Regions from separate parts of the Sus scrofa genome. Here region 1 is linked to region 2. Evidence: chromatin contacts called from public Hi-C data. All regions are on one chromosome and are shown on one strand. The core of a region is the stretch at or near the end of the contact, and the rest is flanking DNA. Distances in the headings are between cores, read along the strand shown. Region 1 holds the start of ARL9 (ADP-ribosylation factor-like protein 9). Region 2 holds the start of SRP72 (signal recognition particle subunit SRP72).

What was found. Hi-C and Micro-C count contacts between places; a contact is called where the count stands out from the background.
Region 1: a Hi-C map of embryonic fibroblasts shows a contact between it and region 2, with 2.4 times the contacts expected there. The contact joins the promoter of ARL9 here to the promoter of SRP72 in region 2. A contact is called at or near these places in 6 of 47 Hi-C or Micro-C datasets (embryonic fibroblasts, epiblast stem cells, fetal heart ventricle and 1 more).

The regions. Positions count from the first base shown.
Region 1 is chr8:55,761,347-55,764,401 of Sscrofa11.1, forward strand. ARL9 (ADP-ribosylation factor-like protein 9) reads left to right here and starts at 1,556. Exons shown (of 4, transcript XM_003356938.4): 1 at 1,556-1,968. It overlaps SRP72 (signal recognition particle subunit SRP72), which reads left to right. Exons shown (of 20, transcript XM_021100536.1): 20 at 1-952.
Region 2 is chr8:55,727,315-55,730,758 of Sscrofa11.1, forward strand. SRP72 (signal recognition particle subunit SRP72) reads left to right here and starts at 1,888. Exons shown (of 20, transcript XM_021100536.1): 1 at 1,888-2,044. The coding sequence starts at 1,933.

The DNA.
Region 1 (3,055 bases), core at 306-2,805, 34 kb after region 2:
AGGTTATGAGTTTGATCCCTGGCCTCACTCAATGAGTTAGGGATCCAGTGTTGCTGTGAGCTGTGGTGTAGGTCGTGGATGCACCTCAGATCCTGTGTTACTGTGGCTGTGGTGTAGGCCGGCAGCTATAGAAGAACTTCTTTGTGCCCCCATGTCATTTTCAAATTATTATGTTGATTTATTAACAATCTCAAAGGAAATGTATCAGTGTTGCAAGAAGTTGTCTCTTAGACCCAGTGTTCTGAGGTCAGATGGATTTGGATTTTGTCACTCAGAAAGCTTTCAGTGGCCCCTACCACAAACATGAATGTTGACTTCCTACATAAGAGGGAATCGGCCTCAGAGTACAGGATTAAAACTGAGCCCAACTGTTTGGCCCAGTTAATAGGTCTCAAATGACTCCTCTTTCTCATGGGGCTGTGACCACCACTCACTGCCCTTCTCAGAGTCATGCAGTCTTTTAGTCAGGCTGTGGTCTCCGGGTCTCTGGTCTTGCCTTGCTTACAAGTCGCTTTCCCATTGAACAGGCATGAGGCAGACGCCCTGGACGCCCACTCTTGTTCGTATTCATTTTATGCTGCCCAGGCTGGTGCTCGGTGTCAGCTTAGGACTGTTTCCTTGTGTTCATACTGCTCTGTCTGTCCTTGTTAATAAAGTGCTGCTGTGTTTGAACATATCTACTGAAAAATTCTTCAGAGAGTTTTTTAAAAGGCTTTCCTCCTTTACCCAAGGAAGAAGTGTGGCGCTGCCTGTTTAGCGTGATCAGAATGTGGTGGCATAGAGAACAAGAGACCTTGGCATTATGAATGACTTACTGTGTCATTTTACTTTCTGGGCTCTCAGAATAGTCTTTTCGTAAGAGTGACAGATTCCTTTTCATGAGTATATACCCCATTACAAAAATAATTGTTAATTTATGACTTGGATTCCATTAAATTTCTGTGGTGAAGAATACTCATTTTTTAGATTAACTAAGCCACAGATTTTTGGTGAAAATTATCCATATCCATCATTGAAAATTTTGACCCAAAGCACAATGAAGTTAACGGTCATTGTAATTGCCAGTCATTACTAAGCAGCTGAAATTGCAGTTCAAATAAGTTGTAATTGTTAAATGAAGTGTAAACACCTACATTAACTTTCTAGGAGTTCTTCTTTGGGACAGATCTTTAACCAGTGACATATACACTTTGTATGTGTGTGTACATTTATAAAAACCAATATGGGTACATCCGTCTGCTGTGGCACATTTTAAAATAAATCATGTTAGCAGCGAGTATGGATTAAGGCATTTTGGAGTGTTGGCATCTTACAGAGGACTTCTGTTAGTATATCAAGAATTTTTTAAGCTGAGTAGCTAAAATTGTCCCCCTGTCCCTCCCAGCAAAACAGTAAAACTAGTGAGATTGAGAGAACCTAGTTTGCACTGAAAATTCATTATGTTGATATTTGTAAATAAATCGAGGAGTAAACATTTTTTAAGCTACTAAGCTTAGCATTTTCAAGACTCCTTGGAAAACACTAACCTTAAAAACTACTTAAAAAACTGTTGTATCACTCAAAAGTCTTCTGGAACCTGCCATTCATTTATTCCTTAAAAACCTGTTTGAGAGGTAGATCTGATAAAGTCAGTTTATTGCGTTAACTTTGTCGGATTGTGAAATACACTAAAGAGTCCAATTTAACAAAATAATAAAAAGAACCATCCATATACTTGCTAAACTGTTTACCCGACCTTACACCACCTTTGAAGAGCCCCGTGGTACTTGAGTTGCTGCACAGTAGATCAGACCAGACTGTTACTTTATTACGCGATATGACTGGTGGCCCTGATCCTTGCAGACTAATCTCCAAAGAATTCTGTTTTAAGCCAAGTGCAGCCAATTTATAAGGGAGACATTCTCATTCCTCTCTCCCTGTAAGCGTCCGGACAGCATCACTGCAGGCTCATGGTGCCCCGCGAGGAAGGTGGGGTCCTCCGGGGCGGGCTCGGGGGAAGGCCTTTCGGAGACATCCCTCTCAGCCCAGGGAGCAGCTTCGCCGCCCTCCCCGGCACCGCGGCGGCGAGCCTCGGGATTCCCGGGGCTGGGCGAGACCCCGCTGGCCCCGCTCCAGCCCGCGTGCGGCGAGTCTGCGGCGGGCAGGCCCCGGCGCGCGAGCGCAAAGCGCCGGGCCCAAGGGGCGGCGCTCGCCGCGGGGGCCTACGTCTGCTCCCGGCGCCCCGCAGAGGCCCCGCCGCCAGACCCTGGCCCGCGGCTCCAGCGCGCCGGCGCGCGGAGAGGGGGGGCCGGCGCTGGTGATGGAGAAGGGGACCGGGAAGAGGGGAGAGAAGGGAAAGGCGCGGGCGGGAGGGCGGACGCGGGAGACGGCGGGGAAGAGGGAGGGCGTCCGGGGGAAAGAGGAGGGCCAGGAGCCAGCCAGGAGGCCAGAGGAGACCGAGGGAGAGCCGGAGCGAGCCAGGGAAAAAGAAGGGAAAGCGGACAGCAGCTCGACGACAGGGCCCTCGCCGGAGCCGCCGGTGAGAGGCCGGGGCCGGCGTCCGGCGTCGGCCGAGCGCGGCTCTGTTACGTGAGAGGCGGCCGCGCGGCGGGTGGAGTGGGATGCGCCGGACTGGGAACGACCGTCGCTGGCCCATTCTTCCCGGCCCCTGGCCCGCTCTCTCCATAAAGCCGACGCTGGGTCTCCGCCCTGGCCGGGTCTAGGGCGAAAAAGCCCCCTAGGTGAAGTTCACGGGGCCGGGGGGCGGGGGGGCGGCCGCAGTCTTTGCTGAGTTCTTTGTGGCAAGGCGCATGTTCCAAAGTTGTGCGGGCTGCTGGGGGCTCTCTAGACCTTTTGTGTGGGCACTGCGGTTACCACTTGTTTTCAGACCTCCAGCTTCCAGAAGGGACAATCACTAAGGTTTAATTGAGAGATTTCAGAAACAAGGCATTGTCCTCGCAAAGGTGATGCCACTTCTATGCGTACCCAGCGTGGTCAGTCATAGCCAGAGAGTAGAATGGAGAGCGCCAGGGTCTGGGGGAGGGAAGGTGGGAGTTGGTGTTTCAGTTTTTTAAGA
Region 2 (3,444 bases), core at 638-3,137:
GAGGGTTTGATCCCTGGCCTTGCTCAGTGGGTTAAGGATCTGGCATTGCTGTGAGCTGTGGTGTAGGCCGGCAACCATAGCACTGATTTGACCTTGAGCCAGGGAACTTCCATAAGCTGTGGGTACAGACCTAAAAAGCCACCCCCAAAAAATGCAGATTAAATTCATACATTTATGTCCTGTTTGCACAAACACCATTACAAATGAAAAAAGAAAGAGAACCATATGAATCCACAGCAGAGGAATTCTAAGGAACTTTCTAGAAGCTACAAAGTATATAGTCTACAGAAATGCAAATTGTGAATCCTTACATAAAGTCAGCCTTCTGAAAAGGCACTACTAAGACAGTGATTCTTAACTTTTGGGGTGGAGGTGGGCAGGGGGAGAGATGATATAAATTTCTTTGGAGAATTGGATGAAAGCTACAAAATCTTCAGAAAAATTCCCACAAAGTTTCGGGTACACCAAATATCATCTAGAGCTCTCTGCATCCATCTGAAAGTCAGATATAAATGGCTTGAAACGTGTGACAGTTATGCAGGCAGCAGAGGTCCACAGCTCTCCTGGTGATTTGTACTAACTCACAAGAGATCGTACCCTCCTGAGGCAGAGTTCACTGGACCATTAGTGCCGTTTCTCCACTGCACATAGGGACCACAGATGGAATGTGCCAGGCGCCATGGGACATAACCAGGAGCTGGACATCGCTTCTGCTCACAAAGAACGCAAAGAGTAGGGGAGAAATAAGTAAAAGTCCATTCAGTTAAAAAGTAGCGTTCCAACTATAGGCCAGGAAACGTGCTAAATCCTAGGGCCACTAGGAATTGTAGTCCCTGTGGAGAGACGGACCTTAAACGAGCAGTGCTCAGGGTAGAGAGCTCCAAGAGGGTGTCATGGGGGAACTGCTGCGCAATCAGAGTGCTAACTTGTTCTCTGGAACCAGAAGGACACAGCGATATAGAAAAGGCATTAGCTAGGCTGCTGGGAAAGAGGCGGGGAGTGGCAGGAAGCGGTAAGATGGTGCCAAAAATGGGTCTGCAGAGGAGGCGTTCAATGGAAGAGCCTGTCATTCTCCGGAGGAGCACACTCCTTTAGGTACTCGGTCCTGACCCTCAAACACATCCTAACCCCTACATTCCTGTGTCACTCCAGCGCTTATTGTGCCCGGATGCGTAGGTATCATTTATCCTACAACCCTGATACGTCACCCATACTTTATGGTGGCGAAAACTGGGACTCTGACATCCCGCTCCGTCAGACATCTGGGGGGTCGCAGAGCCAGGAATGGTACCTGGGTATTCTCGCTCCAAACTCATTACCCTTCGGGCCTTAGTGCCCACTGCTCCCGACCTGGCAGCCGAGGGGGATTCACCAAACATGCTTGGCGCCTGGAGAGTCTTTGCTTTTTCTGTGCCTTTCCTCATGTTCGCTTCTCCGCCTGGATTACCCAGAACCAGCCCCAGGTTTTCCGAATCCCCTGCCCAGACCCCCTTCGGACGGTGATTCCTCGGGGCAGTTCTAGGCAGCAGGAAGCCGACTCGGCCCTGCCCTCCCCTAGCGAGGCCTCCCACGGCTTCCAGCAGTGCTTCCCCACCACACAGGCCTCCCCTAGGCTCCGGGGACTGCTGCCCAGCTCCGCCTCTGCAGGCACGCTGCGCCGCCACCACCCCGGAAACGCACGTTGCGCCGCCGCCGCCCCGCTACCCGCCCCCCCGCCCCGGGCTTCAGGGGTTGTTCCTCCAACCCGCTCCAAGTACGGCGCATCGGCTCTGTCTACGTGCACTCCTAGCTCTACGAACCACGCCGGCGGAGCCGACACCGCCTCACGGTTCTGGGTGCCTCCGACCCCCGAGCCCCGCGGCCCCGGCTTCCGCTTCGCGCGGACCCTCCGCATCCTCTTCCGGGTCAGAGGTCGCCCGCGTCCCCGCCAAGATGGCGAGCGGTGGCGGCGGTGGGGGGGTGTCGGTGCCTGCACTCTGGAGCGAAGTGAACCGTTACGGCCAGAACGGCGACTTTACGCGCGCTCTCAAAACCGTCAATAAGAGTAAGTGCCCGCGTGGGCGCCGGGGCCGGGGGAGCCGGCCCGCCGGGAGGATGCGGCCTCCTTCGGGGGCGCGTGACCACCTCCCGGCAGACCCGGGGAGGGGAGAGCCCACCGCCGCCGCGGCTGGAGCGCCCAGCGGACGCGGGACGCAGCCCCTCCGCGTCCTGGCCGGCCCTGGGTCCGTGGCGGCTTCAGGCCACGTTTGCTTCCCTCTCTACCTTCTGCGCGAGGCCAGGGCATCTCTGAAGGGACTGCAGCTGCCGGAGTCCCCTCCAAGGTGTTTTTATTACACTGCACTGTTTGCACGTCCAGTCTTGCAAATGCTCCATTCCCATCGCGTCCTTTTCGCCCGCCTTTTAGCGGGGTGATGAGACAGTATCGCTGAGGGGCCTGTTCTCTTGGGGCGCAGCGCGGGGAGGCAGCGCCTAGGACACGTCATTGGGAAGCTAGCACTGACGAGGTGGAAGCCGCACCCACTCGGGGTAGAGGCTCGGGCTGGATCCGACGTCCGCAGACAGGCCCGCCCCACACCAGAAAAAGAGTGTGTAAAAGCAGTGACGTTTGAAATAACCTTGCAAAGCAAAGTTTATCTGATCATTTCGAGTCAGCTCCTCCGATATGACGTTCAGCCCATATTTTATCCTTCGTCATCCAAGTGTAATACGGCCATGCTTTTTAAGCTCTGTCGAGGTAAATTTTTACCTGAAGATATTCCCTGTATTTGTTAGGTGTGGAAATGTAGTTACAGAAATAACATACGAGGTATTTCTGTAACATACAAGTGTGAATTTTCAACAGCCTTTACTGTTCATCCTTTAACAGTGGGTTAAGGATCTGGCGTGGCCGTGAGCTGTGGTGTGGGTCGCAGACGCGGCTCGGATCCCAGCGTTGCTGTGGCTCTGGCGTAGGCCTGTGGCTACAGCTCCGATTAGACGCCTAGCCTGGGAACCTCCATATGCCTTGGGAGCAGCTCAAGAAAAGGCAGAAAGACAAAAAAGAAAAGAAAATTGAGATTTGGCAGTCAAATGACTTGTCCAGGACCTCAAGGCATTAGTGACAACCCTGTACTCAAAGCTGACATTTGCTTCCAAGTTCTATGTGAACTTTTTTCTTTTGCTGTGAAGTAATGAAATATGTATGATGTAGCGTGTGTCCCAAGATGAAAAAGCTATAGTAAACAGCTTCATTCTTGCTTCTTCTCTTTTTTTATTGGACGTTTATTTATTTAGTTACTTTGCCTTTTGTCTTCTTAGGATATGGAGGTTCCCAGGCTCGGGGTCGAATCAGAGCTTGTTGCTACCATCCTACACCACAGCTCACAGCAACGCCGGATCCTTAACCCACTGATTGAGGTCAGGGATTGAACCTGCAACCTCATGGTTCCTAGTTGGATTCGTTTC